Regions from separate parts of the Sus scrofa genome. Here all the other regions are linked to region 1. A link is a contact called in public HiChIP or PLAC-seq data. All regions are on one chromosome and are shown on one strand. The core of a region is the stretch at or near the end of the contact, and the rest is flanking DNA. Distances in the headings are between cores, read along the strand shown.

The links. HiChIP or PLAC-seq counts read pairs in DNA pulled down with a chosen protein or histone mark.
Region 2: an H3K27ac HiChIP or PLAC-seq map of alveolar macrophages shows a contact between it and region 1. The contact joins the promoter of DNASE2 here to the promoter of IER2 in region 1. A contact is called at or near these places in 1 of 5 promoter capture datasets (fetal liver) and 1 of 2 datasets of contacts at active chromatin or transcription factors (alveolar macrophages).
Region 3: a contact with region 1 is called in an H3K27ac HiChIP or PLAC-seq map of alveolar macrophages. The contact joins the promoter of GADD45GIP1 here to the promoter of IER2 in region 1. A contact is called at or near these places in 1 of 5 promoter capture datasets (fetal liver), 2 of 47 Hi-C or Micro-C datasets (blood and heart right ventricle) and 2 of 2 datasets of contacts at active chromatin or transcription factors (alveolar macrophages and skeletal muscle).

The regions. Positions count from the first base shown.
Region 1 is chr2:65,910,219-65,915,307 of Sscrofa11.1, forward strand. IER2 (immediate early response gene 2 protein) reads right to left here and starts at 2,273. Exons shown (of 1, transcript XM_003123342.4): 1 at 1-2,273. The coding sequence starts at 1,067. The coding sequence ends at 402. It overlaps STX10 (syntaxin-10), which reads left to right and starts at 3,914. Exons shown (of 8, transcript XM_003480777.4): 1 at 3,914-4,092; 2 at 4,332-4,501; 3 at 4,677-4,771; 4 at 4,847-4,909. The coding sequence starts at 4,058.
Region 2 is chr2:66,147,094-66,152,182 of Sscrofa11.1, forward strand. DNASE2 (deoxyribonuclease 2, lysosomal) reads left to right here and starts at 2,978. Exons shown (of 7, transcript NM_214196.1): 1 at 2,978-3,165; 2 at 3,256-3,433; 3 at 3,528-3,584; 4 at 3,587-3,605; 5 at 4,140-4,304; 6 at 4,395-4,592. The coding sequence starts at 3,071. It overlaps KLF1 (Kruppel like factor 1), which reads left to right. Exons shown (of 3, transcript NM_001134350.2): 3 at 750-1,407. The coding sequence ends at 925.
Region 3 is chr2:66,085,461-66,090,549 of Sscrofa11.1, forward strand. GADD45GIP1 (growth arrest and DNA damage-inducible proteins-interacting protein 1) reads left to right here and starts at 1,961. Exons shown (of 2, transcript XM_003123339.4): 1 at 1,961-2,351; 2 at 3,754-4,118. The coding sequence starts at 2,002. The coding sequence ends at 4,072. It overlaps RAD23A (UV excision repair protein RAD23 homolog A), which reads right to left. Exons shown (of 9, transcript XM_005652877.2): 9 at 4,629-5,089.

The DNA.
Region 1 (5,089 bases), core at 1,023-3,522:
ACCTACTATTGAAAAACCTTGAAAGGGCGGCATAGCCCCCGGTAAAAAATAAAGTCCAACCCTGAGGAATTTAAAGAACCAAGTCTCCCTTCTCCCAGTTCCAGAAGGAGAGGGTAAGGTCCACGTCACAGTCCATTAAAACAGCACCTGTGGGCGCGGCAGGTCTGCGGCAAGGCGCCCGCGCCCCCCGGCTCAGGCTCCTCGGTGCCGCGACTGCACACAGGTGGCGACGGCTCCCCGGGGGCAGAGTCCCTCTCAGGGCCTCTCGGCAGCCCGGGAGGTGGCTCCTTTCCACGGTTTCCGAGGGTGCTCCCGTAGGGGTGGGCCTCGCCTCGGGTCTGCGCACTCTGGCCGACGGTTCGGCCCGCGCTCTGGGCTCCGGTAGCGCCGCTCGAGGGCCCTCAGAAGGCCACCACGGCCCGCACCAGCACGTTCAGCATGTTATCAGCCGGGCGGCAAGCCGGCTTCGCCTCGCACGCCGGCGGCGCCGTCGGCGGGGCGGCGGGGCTGCAGTTCAGGAGGCCGGAGAAGCGCCTCTGCAGGACACGCGCCAAATTGGGGAAGGCGCCCTCCGTTTGCGCCGGAGGGGGCTGCAGGCGATTGAGGACCTCCGAAGGGGCCCCTTCCTCCTCTTCTTCTAGACGGGCTTTCTTACTCGGGACCAGTGCGGCGTCCCCACCGTCGCTCAGGCTGCTGCTTCGCCGCTTGCGGCTGACTTTGGCAGGGCGCGGGGCACAGGGGGCAGGGGTCTCCTCGATTCTCGGCGCCTCCTGCGTGTCCATGGGTTCCGGAGAGGGAGGCTCACCGTCGGGGAGCGCTGCATTGGCTGCGGCTTCCGCTTCTCGCGGTGGGTGTAGGCGAGGATCAGGGGAGCGGGCGGGTGGCAAGGGCACCTCAGGCTCGTGGGCTTCCACCTTTGCCGAAAGGTAGAGCTCCCGGGCGCTACGCATGACCAGCGACAGCTGCAGACTCCGGTGCAACCGTAGGCCACCGCGCTGCATGCGCGAATGGTACATCTTCCAAACGGACAGGGTCATAATGCGTTGCGCCTCTTTCTGCACTTCCATGACGACTCGACGGCGGGACCGAGGTTTGGCGGGGACTCTGGGCTGGGCAGGGGAGGTGGCAGGTGCACTCCAGACTATGCGTTCGTTCACGCCTCTCTCTGCGGAGATACCCACACTGAGAGACTAGTAGGACGCTCTGCCCGGCCGCCCGCCACCCGGGCCCTTTTGTACCCAGTGTGATGTCACGGAGACGCCCCGCCCAATCAGAGAGCCGCATCCGGGCTTTCCGCAGCGCAGCGGGGCTAGAGACTCCTTAAAGGGACAGGGTGGGATTTACCCTGAGATGAAAAGGGACCCGAACTTGTAGAGGGTGAGCGTTCCCCAGTCCAAGCTGACCTCTCCCGGCGGTATCCTTTCTCAGTGGCCCCAGTGCATCCTTGCGCAGGCCCAGTGTAGGGGGGCCGTAGGTGGGGCTCAGGGCCGACCCACGGGTTGCGTCTGTAGAGCCCAGCGAGCTGGCCTTAGCTTGTAAGTTTCCTTTCGCACCTGGGAAGACCCGGGTTCCAGCCGGTACATCCCCCGTGGGAACAGTGCCTAGCATCTACCAGTCTCTTAATTAACGTTTTTTTGTTGTTAATAACGATGCTAGCAACATTTATTAAGCACTTACTATGTGCCACGCGCTAAAGTCTTTCCTTTCATAAATATGTTATTGATCTCTCACCTCCACTCCGCGGAGGGTAGTTATATCTGATTTCTTCAGGTGGGGAAACCTAGACAAGAGTGATTCGTCCAATATTTGCTAAACAAATAAATGGGCTACTGCGGTGAAACGAGACCGTTTGGGCCTCCAGCCCTCTCCATTCCCCTCCGTATGGAAGCGGTAAGAAGGCGGGACACGCTGGTTGCGTTGCCTTAGAGCAAAGATGCCCACTCCACGGGCGGCGGATGTCTGCAGACACAAGTGCAGTCCAGGCTGCCATCTCTGCGCTCCGCAAGAATCACCCTCCCACTTCGTCTGTTTCCCTAGGCACGAAATCCACCGTGGGCGTGGAACTCGTAAGGCGGAGTACCCAGCCGCAACACAACCCGAGTGAGCACGTGGCTGTGGCCCCCCAAACGACGCAGCGGTGCTCCGCCTCTGCTCCCCAGGAGGCGGAGTTGGGGTAGAAGCTGAAAACTGAACAACTCAGAAATAGAGCAGATAGAAAACAGCCGCCCCACCTTCCGCTTCGCACTACAGTTCCAAGGAAACCTAATTCCAGTTACTCAGGAAAAAAAAAAAAAAAAAAAAAAAGCAATACGGTTCGAATAGTTCCATTCATTCGTGGTGCGGGCCCTTTAAGGGAAGGCTCCACCGCCCCCAACTCTTGCGCGAGCCTTCCCGCCAAGAGATCTGCTAGACTTCCACCACTAAATTTGGAAGTAATGACGTAGAGCGTGCGCGTGAGCCGCTTCCGGCTGCCCATATAAGGACAGGAACCCGGATCTCGATACGGGACAGCCACGGGCTTCTTCCGGGCGGGGGTGGTGCCTTAGCCTCCGGACACGCCCCCTCCGCTCTTTCTCTCCCGGCAGCTAGGGCTGGCTGGAGCCCCCGGTTTCCGGAGCGGCGTTCAGCCCGGCCCACAGAGAGGAAGGAGAAAGTTTCGCTTCCTTCCCTCCGGAGACCGGGAAGATGTGACGCCCCTCCAGAAAAGCCCCTGCTGGCGTGTAGGGGCTACCTCACTGTTCACTCTGACGCCGTATCCCAGAGATCTACACAAAGACCTTGCCAACTCAAGCAGCTACTCCCTGAGGACTCTCATTCTGGTCCCCTCCATGGAGATCCTGCCCCTCCCCTTAAAGTGATCCTCCTTTGCACCTCTGGATCACGCTCAGGTCCCCCATCTCCAACTCTGACACATGGGGGGGTCAATTATTCTCTCTTCTAAAAGACTTCTCCCAAAACCGCTCCCATTCAGCGATCCTGCCATATATTACTCGCTGAGAACGTCCTCATCCCCGCTCCCCCACACTCCCAATCCCACGAAACTCCACAACGACATCCCCCGCCCAGGCGCTGTCTCTGACACACAACAGGGGCGACCTTCTGAGGGTTTCTTAAGATAGCCCGCTCCAAGAATCAGGACCCCACTCGGGCAACGGTCCCCCCCACCAATAAAAAAAAAATGCTTTCTCGGAGACCCCACACATAAAGGTTCTGTCGCACAGGCGGCCACCCTGAGTCCCTCTCCAGACATTCCCTGGTCCCACTCCACGCGCAAAGGACTTCATTGCAGGCTATCTTCAGAGTTGCCCCCACCACACTCCCTCCCACGACCCCCAGGTCGCACCCAGAAAGATCCTACCCTCCAGAAGCATTTCCAGGGCCCCCATCCAGGGCCATCCTGCCCCGGGATGCTTCCCTCCTCCGCAGGAAAAAAAGAGGAGGGGTAAATCAAACAGAACTCGTCACAGAATGCCTGCAGTTCACCCTGGCCCCGCGGGAAGGTGGAGAGACCACCCATCCCCATACTGCTCCCCAAACCTGTCACACCTGACCCTGGGCTGGAACCATCTTCCAGGACAGGATCTAGGTGCAGGAGCATCATAAAGATGATCTACTAATTGAAGGAGCCACTTCCCCAGCCATAATCTGACCGGATTTGAAGGAGACTATTGTTATTTATATTGCCCAGAAGGGAAACCATGGTTGCGCAGCAACAATCCGAAGGCCTGGGTCTTCAACCAAGGCGTAGGGAGCTCTGACTCGAACCCAGCCAGACAGAACTGACACATCTGTGGACCAAGATGCGAAGAGGAATAGGTACGGGCAGGAAGCCGTTTCCGCCCACAACCAAGATGGCCGAAGAGAGAGCGGAAATTTCCACACTTCGGGCCTCTAAGGCCTCTCTTTCTCCCCTTGTGGCTCCGCTCTCGTTGGTGGCCTGGGTCACGTGACGGGAGCGGGCGGGTGGGTGACGGCGAGTTCTGCATTGCTTGGAGGGAACCTGCGTCCAAGGCCGAGAGGGGAGGGGGCTCGGCCTCGGGCGGGTGGGAGGCGTGATATGTCTCTCGAAGATCCGTTTTTTGTAGTACGAGGGTGAGTGACAGCGAAGGGGGAGGGCAGAGGGTGTCCTGTCCCCCTGCCAGCCAGTGCCCGGGTGCCAGCCGGAGCGTGCCAGGTATTCTGGGCACCACCGTCGGGATTGCCCCGTGGCCGTGTGGGAGGGGTACACAGGGGGATATGAGGGTCTCGTGAGCCCCCAATTCGTTTGGGTGCGCAGTATGGGCAGGAAGACTGCCTGCCCCCAGCTGTGCCCGCTGTGCCCCTGCCTGCAGCGAGGTGCAGAAGGCGGTGAACACAGCCCGTGGGCTATACCAGCGGTGGTGCGAGCTCTTGCAGGAGGGCGCGGCGGTGGGACGCGAGGAGCTGGACTGGACGACCAATGAGCTGAGGAATGGCTTGCGCAGCATCGAGTGGGACCTCGAGGACCTGGAGGAGACCATCGATATCCTGGGCGGGGGAGGCTGGAGGGCTGCATGGCAGAGCCCATTGCAGTGGCAGGGGGCTCTGGGAGCCAGCCCTTGGGGAGGCTGGACACTTAGGAGATGTCGATTGAGGGCTTTGAGGCAAAGGAGGGTGTTCTGTCCTGGTCTGGCCTTGACTCTTTAATCGAGGCTTACGCATTGTGGAAGCCAACCCAGGCAAGTTCAAGCTCCCAGCCGGAGACCTGCAGGAGAGAAAGGCGTTTGTGGAGAGGATGCGGGAAGCAGTCCAGGTGAAGAGAGTTTGCCGTGGGGGTGACTGTGGGGAGGTAGTGGTGTCTTTATTCAGATGCTGTCCTCATCCGTAGGAAATGAAAGACCATATGGTCAGCCCCGCAGCCATAGCCTTCATGGAGAAGAATAATAGAGAGGTAAGGAGTCCTGACCCAACATCCTTACCCTCTGTCCCTAGAGGTGACCCTCTCCTTGGAATGCAAGCCTGAAGCGTCCATGTGCATTCACCAGTTTCCTGTGTATGTGTATGTCTGTCCCTTCTGCATCACGGCTCATCTTCTCTGTGTGCAGTTGTCTACCTGCCTGCTCTTTCTGGA
Region 2 (5,089 bases), core at 1,728-4,227, 240 kb after region 1:
CTGTAGGGGGTGTGCTGGAGCTCAGAAGAGTTAGTTGCAGGAGCCCTGACGCCCAGGCAGGTCCTGAAGAGTAAAGGAAAATAGCCGGGAAACAGAAGAGGGTGGGCTTAGGAGGAGAAGCCAGGTCCCAAAGAGCCAAAAGATGGGTGGGGACGAAGAATAGTGGCAGGGAAGAGGAGGGATGAGGCCTATTCTTCGGGGTCTGCACAGAGGATGGGCCCACGTGTATAGACCTGCACTGGGACTCAGGAAGGAGGGGCCAGGTCTAGCAGGGAGAGAGTGGAATCGCCGAAGACAGGGCCTGGAACACCAGGTGGATTTCTAGGCTCAAGAGCCAAGATCAGGGTCAGGATTGGGCAGCAGCTGGAAGGCCCCCTGGTGCAAGGGAGGGGCTGGAACACAGAGGAGAGTGCCAAAGGATGGAGACTGTGATAGCATTAGGATGCGCGCACAGGGTACCAGGGCACAGGAAGTAGGACCAGTAGTGTAAAAGATGCGACTTGTGTCCAGGAAATGAAATCGAGCCTGCTGCCAGGTCACAGAAGGTTCGGGGCCACAGAGGTCGCACCTGGGTGCAGACTCAGGCTCTCCCTGGAAGAGTGCCTCCTTAAATTTTGCACCCTAGGCCCTTCACTTGCCTCATCCTAGTCCCAGCCAAGGTTGGGCAAAGGAGTGCGGCCCAATTCTGGAGAGGACCCTGGAACCAGGTGGGACAGACAGTGGCGCTCAAAGCTCCCTCTTCCCTACAGGGGAGAAGCCATACGCCTGCACGTGGGATGGCTGTGGCTGGAGGTTCGCGCGCTCTGATGAGCTGACCCGTCACTACCGAAAACACACCGGACAGCGCCCCTTCCGCTGCCAGCTCTGCCCGCGAGCTTTTTCCCGCTCCGATCACCTGGCCTTGCATATGAAGCGTCATCTTTGAGCCCAGCGCTGGCACTTGGACCTTCCCCAGGGACTGGGGTTGGAACCCGAATGGATCCACACAGGGTGGTTTTCCCTCAGATGAACCCTTGTCAGGACTCTTGGCCCCACAGATCCACCATAAGATCAAGGACTGGCCCATAGAGAGACCTGAGGGAGCCTCCAGTGAAAGCTCCCACATGTCCTTGACCACAGGGAGCCACACAGTGACACACAGTCACATAGACCCGGCAAGATAGACCTCCAAATAAATGGACTCGGGTGGACACTTAAACACTTCTGACAAAGAGACAGACCCTCAGAGAGCTGGACCATCAGACCAGTTCATAGGTGGCCCTAGAAAGCTGAAGGGGTTGTGGGATGAGGCTTGTCAGAGACCCTGGTTCTAGAAGACTTCACACTGTGACTCCTGAAGCTCCACATAGTGGCTGGCATCTGCTGTGAATGGTTATGGGTCCTGTAAAAATGCCCCTCCCAGATAAAGCTTCAGTGTTTGTCTGACTTCGTGGGTTTTGGGTGCTGGAAGATGGGAGGAAGCTGTAACCTCAGAGGTGGTATGGGGTGGGGGCAAACACACACTCTCACCCTCATATCATAAGGCTGGGCAATCCTCTTTGGGCACAGCAGGCCTTGGCCGCTCCCCCACCCCAAGGTCAAGCTACCTGGTTCTTGCCTCCTGCCTTGAAATCCAGGGACGTTCACATCCTCCATTTAAGAACCCTCAGCTGGGTGCCAGAGCCCCAGCATCCTTCACCCTGCCGCAATCCAAAGTGAACCCTCGAATCTTGGGGGTGGGGGGTGGGGGTGGGACACGCAGAATGAAGCGGGAGGACCAGGAGCCCAAGCGCCTTTTTTTTTTTTTTTTTGTCTTTTTGTCTTTTTGCCATTTCTTGGGCCACTCCCACGGCATATGGAGGTTCCCAGGATAAGGGTCTAATTGGAGCTGTAGCCACCGGCCTACACCAGAGCCACAGCAACACGGGATCTGAGCCGTGTCTGCAACCTACACCACAGCTCACGGCAATGCCGGGTCCTTAACCCACTGAGCAAAGCCAGGGATAGAACCCTCAACCTCATGGTTCCTAGTAGGATTCGTTAACCACTGAGCCACGACGGGAACTCCCCAAGCGCCTTTTAAGAGAGCAAACCTTGGGAGTTCCCGTTGTGGTCCAATGGGTTAAGAACCTGACATATTGTTGATGAGGATGCGGGTTCCATCCCTGACCTCGCTCAGTGGGTAAGGATCTGGTGTTGCCGTAAGCTGCAGGCGTAGGTCGCAGATGAGGCTCGGATCCCGCATTGCTGTGGCTTGGGCCAGCTGCTGCAGCTCTGACTGGTCCCCTAGCCTGGGAACTTCTCTATGCCTCAGGTACGGCCCTAAAGAGAGAGAGAGAAAAGGCTAGGCTGAGGGTGAGGGAGAGGGAGAGAGAGAGGAGTTCCCGTCATGGCTCAGCGGAAAAGAATCTATTAAACATGAGTACCTAGGTTCAATCGTGGGCCTCTCTCAGTGGGCTAAGGATCAGGTGTTGCTGTGGCTGTGGTGTAGGCTGGCGACTACAGCTCCAATTGGACCCCTAGCCTGGGAAGCTCCACGTGCTACAAAAAAAGAAAAAAAGAAAAAGAAAAAGAAAAAAGAGAGAGAGAAAGCGAGAGAGAGCAAACAAGAAGCCAGGGTCAGAGTGATGGAGTAGAACGAGGTTACATGCAAGAGTGTTGATTGAGATTAGCCCGAATTGAAAGAGACGGAGGCAGGGCCTAGTGAAGAAACGTGTGCTGTGATTGGCCAGGAGCAGAGTCGGAGCTCAGAGAAGGGAACCACCTTGCCGTGAGGGGGCGTGGTCTATGCCGAGCCAGAGGGTGGAGTCTATCCGGGACCAGTCCGCCACCAGCAGGAGCTGGCTGCACACAGGCCGGAGCGGGGGTGGGAGCCTACGGGAGTGACTTGCCCAAAAGGAAGCCCCGCGCCCCCCACCGCCCTCCCCGCCTTTTCAAATCTCTGATTCTCGACTCGCGGGCGGAGTCTCTGTCCTCGTGAAGTCCCGGGTTTGGGGTTTGGGGAAGTGAAAGTCAAAAGGGGCCGGGCTGGGCAGAGCTCGTGACCCCCGCGCCTCGCTGTCCCAACACAGATTCCTAGACCTTTAGCTGTATGGCCACGCTGAGCCCCCTGCTATTGGCCGCGCTGCTCTGGGTCCCTGTGGGGACCCTGACCTGCTACGGAGACTCGGGGCAGCCTGTGGACTGGTGAGAAGGCGGGCGCTCCGGGGATTGCTGCACTCCTGGGTGAGGACTGGGGTTCCATCTCTTCATTTCTGTCCGTTCTCCAACGTCCAGGTTCGTTGTCTACAAGCTGCCGGCCCACAGCAGTCCCGGAGATGTGGCTCAGAGCGGGCTCCGGTACAAGTACTTGGACGAGGAGTCAGGAGGCTGGCGCGACGGCGCGGGGTCCATCAACAGCTCCACAGGCGCCTTGGGCCGCAGCCTGCTGCCGCTGTACCGAAACACCAGCCAGGTGAAGGGACCCCCAGGGTGGAACTTTCGGTAGGACTCTAGAGTGGGCCTGACCCGCGGGAAACCTTCACGTTGCCCTTGTCCATCTTCCCCAGCTAGCTTTCCTGCTCTACAATGATCAACCGCCTAAATACAGAGGATCTCAGCACTCTTCAACCGTGGGCACACGAAGGGTGAGGCCAGACTGGGGGTGCGGGGAAAGGGTTTTGGTTTCCCTCTGCATTTTCCCCAGCTTATCCTGGGCCGGGGGGTGGGGGTGAGGATGAGGGGGGACTGTTCTGTCAGACCCTAGGCATGTTTTTCCTTTTTCTTTTTCTTTTTTTTTTCATTTTTGGCTGCCCGGAGGCATAAGGAGTTCCCAGGCCAGGGATCAGATCCCAGCCACAGTCTCAACCTAAGCTGAAGCCAGGTCCTTAACCCACCATTTGGGGTTAACCCACTGTGCTGTGTGGGGTCGGAGATCAAACCCAAGTCCCAGTGTTTCCTAGCCTCCAACAAGCCCTTTGTGCCACAGTGGAGCTCCTGTTTTTCCTTACATCAATGTTGTCCTTCTTCTGGGCTATGAGAATTTATGGCTGTGGAATCTGAGCTCAGCAGTGGTCCTGACACTGCCTCCACAATCTCCAGACAAAGAGTGTTCCTGGTTGCACATGTGCTTGCCTGTGACTGCCTCAAGCAGTCCCCCTGACCCCCAATTTTTGGTTCAGGTGTACTGCTCCTGGACCAAGAAGGGGGCTTCTGGCTAATCCACAGCGTTCCAAACTTCCCTCCACCTTCCTCCTCTGCTGCATACAGCTGGCCTCCTAGCGCCCGAACCTATGGGCAGACACTGATCTGCGTATCTTTCCCTCTCACCCAGTTCCTGAATATCAGTAAGTGGAGACAGGGAGGCGGGTGAGTCCCTGATTCCCAAGCCAGCAACTTGAAACAGTCCCTCATTTTCTTCTCCCCTTGCCCTCTAGGCAGACAGCTGACCTACACCTACCCCATGGTGTATGATTACAAGCTGGAGGGAGACTTCGCCAGGAAATTCCCCTACCTGGAGGAGGTAGTCAAGGGCCATCATGTTCTCCAGGAACCCTGGAACAGCAGTGTAACACTCACATCAAAAGCAGGGGCCTCATTCCAGAGCTTTGCTAAGTGTGGAAACTTTGGAGACGGTGAGCCCTGAGAATGAGGGTTGAACTCTTTCTCTGCACAGAGGGTTTATCCATGGTTGAGGACAGGTCAGGGACAGAGAGGAGGACACTTTGGGAGTCAATTGCATGAGAGGTAAACAAGCACTAGACCTGGGTTCAAATATTGGTTTCTGGCTATGTAATGCTGGTTTAATCAGGGCCTGAACTGGGTTATCTGAAAAATGGGGGTACCATTTTAAAGGGCCATCATGAGTGAAGGGATGCATATAAAGTAGTTAGTAAGGACTATTACTCTTTTTTTTTCTTCTTTTTCTTTTTTTTTTGGGCCACACCCCTGACAATATGGAAGTTCCCAGGCTAGGGGTCGAATCAGAGCTGCAGCTGCCAGCCTACATCTCAGCCACAGCAACACCAGATCCTTAACCTACTGAGGTAGGCCAGGGATCAAACCTGCATCCTCACGGACACTAGTTGGATTTTTAACTCACTAAGCCACAATGGGAATTCCAGGACTATTA
Region 3 (5,089 bases), core at 711-3,210, 170 kb after region 1:
CGGGGTACTGTTCAGTGGTATTAAACACATTCACAATGTTGTGCAACCATCATCACCGTCCATCTCCAGAACTTATTCATCATCCCAAACAGAAACTCTGGGAGGTCCTGTTGTGGCTCAGTGGTAATGAAGATGTGGGTTTGATTCCTGGCCTTGCTCAGTGGGTTAAGGATCCGGTGTTGCCATGAGATGTGGTGTAGGTCACAGATGCAGCTCAGATCCTACGTTGCTGTGGCTGTGGTGTAGGCCGGCAGCTGTAGCTCTGATACCCCTAGCCTGCCGTGCGTGCAGCCCTAAAAAGCAAAAAATAAAAAAATTAAGAAATTAAAAATAGAAATTAAGAGATCCTTCTGTGGCACAGTGCATTACAAATCCGACTGCAGAAGCTCAGGTCTCTGTGGAGGTGAGGGTTCGATCCCCTACCTGGAGCAGTGACTTAACAGATCTGGTGCTGCCACAGCTGTAGCATGAATTCAATCCCTGGTCCAAGAATTTTCATATGCTTCAGGTGTGGCCATAAGATTTTAAAAAACAGTATTTAATTTCTGCACCACAATCACTTTAAACATTTTAAAATACAAAAAAATTAAATTAGGAGTTCCCTGGTGGCCTAGCAGGCTAAGGATCTGGCATTGTCACTGCTGTGCCACATGTTCAATCCCTGGCCCAGGAAATTCTACATGCCGAAAGTGAGGCTAAAAAAAAAAAAATTAAAAGGCATAAAGTAAATATTTACACTAGAATTTATCTGGGCTTTTGTTTTTTTGTTTTGGCTGTGACTGTGGCATGCGGAAGTTCCCAGCAGGGATGGAACCTGGGTCACAGGAGCAACCAAGCCTCTGCAGTGATAACACTGGATCCTTAACACATTGCACCACAAGGGAACTCTATACAATAGAACTCAAGCTTTCTACATAACTATCTTAAATGATAGTTACATACAAATTTAAATAAATGTTTTAAATAGAAATGTAAATATTTAAAATGTTAAATAAAGCTTTACATAATTATTCAAAATTAAAATTCTGGGGAGTTCCCTTAGTGGCTAAGCCCTTAACGAACCCGACTAGAATCCATGAGGATGCGGGTTCAGTCCCTGGCCTTGCTCAGCGGGTTAAAGATTTGGTTGTGGCATGAGCTGTGGTGTAGGTCGAAGATGCAGCTCAGATCCCGGATCCTGCATTGCTGTGGCTGTGGTGTAGGTGGGTGGCTACAGCTCCGATTGGACCCCTAGTCTGGGAACCTCCACATGCCATGGGTGCGGCCCTTAAAAAAAGATTTAAAAATAAATAAATAAATATTTAATATAAGCAATATTTAAATAAGTATTTATGTACAACTTAAACACTTTAACCTTTTTTTTTTTTTTTTTTTTTTTTTTTGTCTTTTTAGGGCCGCCCTTGCGGCATATGGAGGTTCTCAGGCTAGGGGTCTAATCAGAGCTGCAGCCGCTGGCCTATGCCAGAGCCACAGCAACACCAGATCAGAGCCGGGTCTGCATCCTACACCACAGCTCAAGGCAATGCCGGATCCTTAGCCCACTGAGCAAGGCCAGGGATAGAACCCCCAACCTCATGGTTCCTAGTTGGATTCGTTTCCGCTGCGCCACGATGGGAACTCCCTAAACACTTTAACTCGATTTCAAGCATTTAAATTAAATATAAGTAAGTAGATTGATCTTAAATTGAAATATGTGAATTTTTAAATAGATATTTAAACAATTGTTTAAATTTTAAACATTTAAAGTTTAATATAAAAATTAAATGCTATTTTTAAAATATAAAATTAAAATTTAATAATTTTAATAAATTAACAAATAAATAATTAATGTAAAATTATACTTAAAGATGTGTAAAAATAATTACACCTCTTCTCTCCTGCTCCCTGCCCGGAACTGAGGCATCAGCGAACCTCTTCTCCTCCTCCTGGCCCGCAGAGGACTTCACGCGCAGGCAGCGCCTTAGCCAGCCCGGCCAGCTCCTAGGACCCCGCACGGCCAAGATGGCTGCGCCCGTGCAGCAGGCGCGCACTTTGCTCCGCCTGGTAACGACCCTGGGCCAGGGCTCTCGAGGCTACCGGGCACGGCCGCCCCCGCGCCGTTCGCAGGAGCCCAGGTGGCCCGACCCGGATGACCCGCTTACCCCGCGCTGGCAGCTGAGTCCGCGCTACGCGGCTAAGCAGTTCGCGCGGCATGGCGCCGCCTCCGGAGTGGCCGCCGGTTCTCTGTGGCCGTCGCAGGAACAGCTGCGCGAGCTGGAGGCTGAGGAGCGCGAATGGTACCCGAGCCTGGCAGCCATGCAGGAATCGCTGCGGGTGCAGCAGCTGGCAGAAGAGCAGAAGCGTCAAGCCAGGTGCGTGCGTGCGGTCTGGCGCGGTGCTTCGGTCGGTGGGTGAACTCTGCTCCAAACAGTGCTTACTCCCCTGGGCGCTTACCGCGGGGTTTAAATGCAGTATTTACGTGCATGCTCACCTAGTTACAAAACAGACTTCTGAACAGTTCATTTAGTCATTCATCAGCAAGTCTTTATGGAGCGCCTATTGTGTGCAAGGCCTAATCCTGGGTCCTGAGGACACAGCAGGGAACAAAACAAAGATGATATCTGTTGAGAGCCATTAGGAAGATAAAATTGGTTGGAGAACTGCACACCTTAGGGTGACTTAGGTTTGGTAGGCCTGAGGAGTTGATGTTTAAATGTTTAAGCAGGAGCTGCCGCTGTGGTGCAATGGGATCAGCAACCTCTTGGGAGGGCTGAGACACGGGTTCAGTCCCCGGCCCAGCACAGTCGGTTAAGGATCCGGTTTTGCCGCAGGGCGGCCAAAATAAAAAAGTTTAAGTAGAGACCTGAAAGAGCAGACATAATCAAGGGAAGATCTTAGGGAGAGTGTTCTGGGTAGAGGGAATATCTGGTGCAAAGGCCCTGAGGCAGGAATGTGCTTTAAGGAACAGTGTGGCTGGGGAAGAGGGGGAGGTGATGGGTATGGAATCAAGGGCAGAGACCAGACGTGGGAGTCAGGTGGAGGCAAGACCAGGGACTTTGGGATGGCACCACTTACTAGAGGGAAGGGGCACCCAAAGGCAGGCAAGTGTGTTCCTGGTGTTTATTGTTCTTGTCCTCACAACTGCTCTAAGAGGGACTCATCCTTATTTTAGAGATGCAGAAACTGAGGCCTGGGAAGGTGAATTCTCTTGTCCAGTCACCCAGGCAGTGAACAGTAGAATTAGGCTGTGAACCTGACTCTGATAACTCCAGTTATCCTAGCTGGAGCTCCTAATTCTTAAAATGGGACACTGACTGACACCCATAAACTCATAGGATGGGAGGAAAAGGTCCAATCCATTTCTTGCCTTCATGTATGTCTGTGCCTAGAACTGGGCCTGGCGAACAGCAGATGCTCAGTGATGTCTGTAGGATGAAGGCGTGAGCTGCACCTAACCTGTGGCACTCACATGGCTCAGTAGACAGCTCAGGGAAGTGTTGGGCTGACTTGGGGTCTGCTTCTGGGGGTTATTGGGGCTTGGTTCTCACATGCTGAAGGCCACATACAAGTTTCTCTCTTCTGCCTCTCTTCACTTGTCAAGGGCTTTTTTTTGACAGCTTAAATGGCCACCACAAGTCTTCCCGGTCCATCTGGCGACATGGGGAGTTGGGAGAGGCAGGATATGGGCAAAGGCTTGGGACCTAGGTAGCGTTGGATGGGTATTGTTCTGGCTGAGTGTGGCTCCCCTCACTGACCACCCTCCTTCCCCTGCAGGGAGCAGCTCATTGAAGAGTGCATGGCTAAGATGCCACAGATGATTGAGAACTGGAGGCAGCAGCAGCAAGAGCGAAGGGAGAAGGAGCAAGCAGACAAGGATCGGAGGGCCCGGCTGCAGGCTGAGGCCCAGGAGCGCCTGGGATACCACGTGGACCCAAGGAGTGCTCGCTTCCAGGAGCTGCTGCAGGACATGGAGAAGCAGCATCGCAAGCGCCTCAAGGAGGAGAAACAAAGAAAGAAGAAGGAGGCGCGAGCTGCTGCAATGGCCGCGGCTGCAGCCCAGGACCCAGCAGACTCTGAAACACCCAGCTCCTAAACTATTTTCCCAATAAAACTTGCTGCCTAATAGCCCCACCCCTGGAGAGCTCTACATCCTCTTATCACACCCCTCACTGGGCACCCTCGTTCTTTCCCCAACATTTGGAGCCAGGGATCCCCACCTTCCCTGGCTCTGATTACTCAGGGACTCTAGGCCATGCCCATTAACTCTGGGGCTTCAGGGGGAAGAGTAAGAGGGATGCAGTGGAGAAATAATGGAGAAGCAGATGGCAGAGGAGAAGAAGGCTTCTGTTTACCAACATTAATCTCCAGTAATTAGCCAATTATCAGGGGGGAAGTATAGCCAAAACAGACTGTAGTGATGATGGTGGGGGGCAGGGAGAAGCAGCCCTTGCAAGGCTGAGCCAGGGCTGGGCCCTACACTCTGGGAATGAGACAGTTTGGAAGGAGGGGAAGTGGGGACACTGGGAGCCACCCTGAGGCTGACAGACCCCTTTGCCCCCTCACAACATTCCTGAATCTCCTGTGCCCAACTAGCTCCCAGATCCAGACAAGCTGGAGTGGGAAGTCCCAGCAGGCACAAACCACAGTACTAGCTTTTAAAACTTTATTCACTTCAAAACCTTTATCAGAGACACGGTTCTGTTCTGGGGTAGGGGGTGGGGGTGGTCTTGACCTCCAGAGCAACTCTCATGTTTTCCCTTCCCCAGGCAGGATAAACCGGATCTCCTCCTCCCCAGCATCCCCAGCAAAGGGATGCAGGATGGAGGCCAAGGCCAAAGCAGGGAAGGGGTTCTTGGGCCTCTTGGGTGCTCACCCCAGATGGAAAAGATTTGGGCCACTCCAATGGAGGATCAAAGTTTGGAGCTCCAGCTTCCCCTCACCCTGGAAGAGGGCGGGGGAGGTCTCAGGGGCTCTTTGGGGGATGGAGAAGCAAGCAGCCGCCTCTCCATCTGGCTGCAGGGAGCTGGGACAGAGGCCAAGAGGGGTCCATCTGTCAACTCCAGTCCTGCCAGCTCCTTAGAGCAGGCTAGGCTGGGCGGGGGACGGGGGG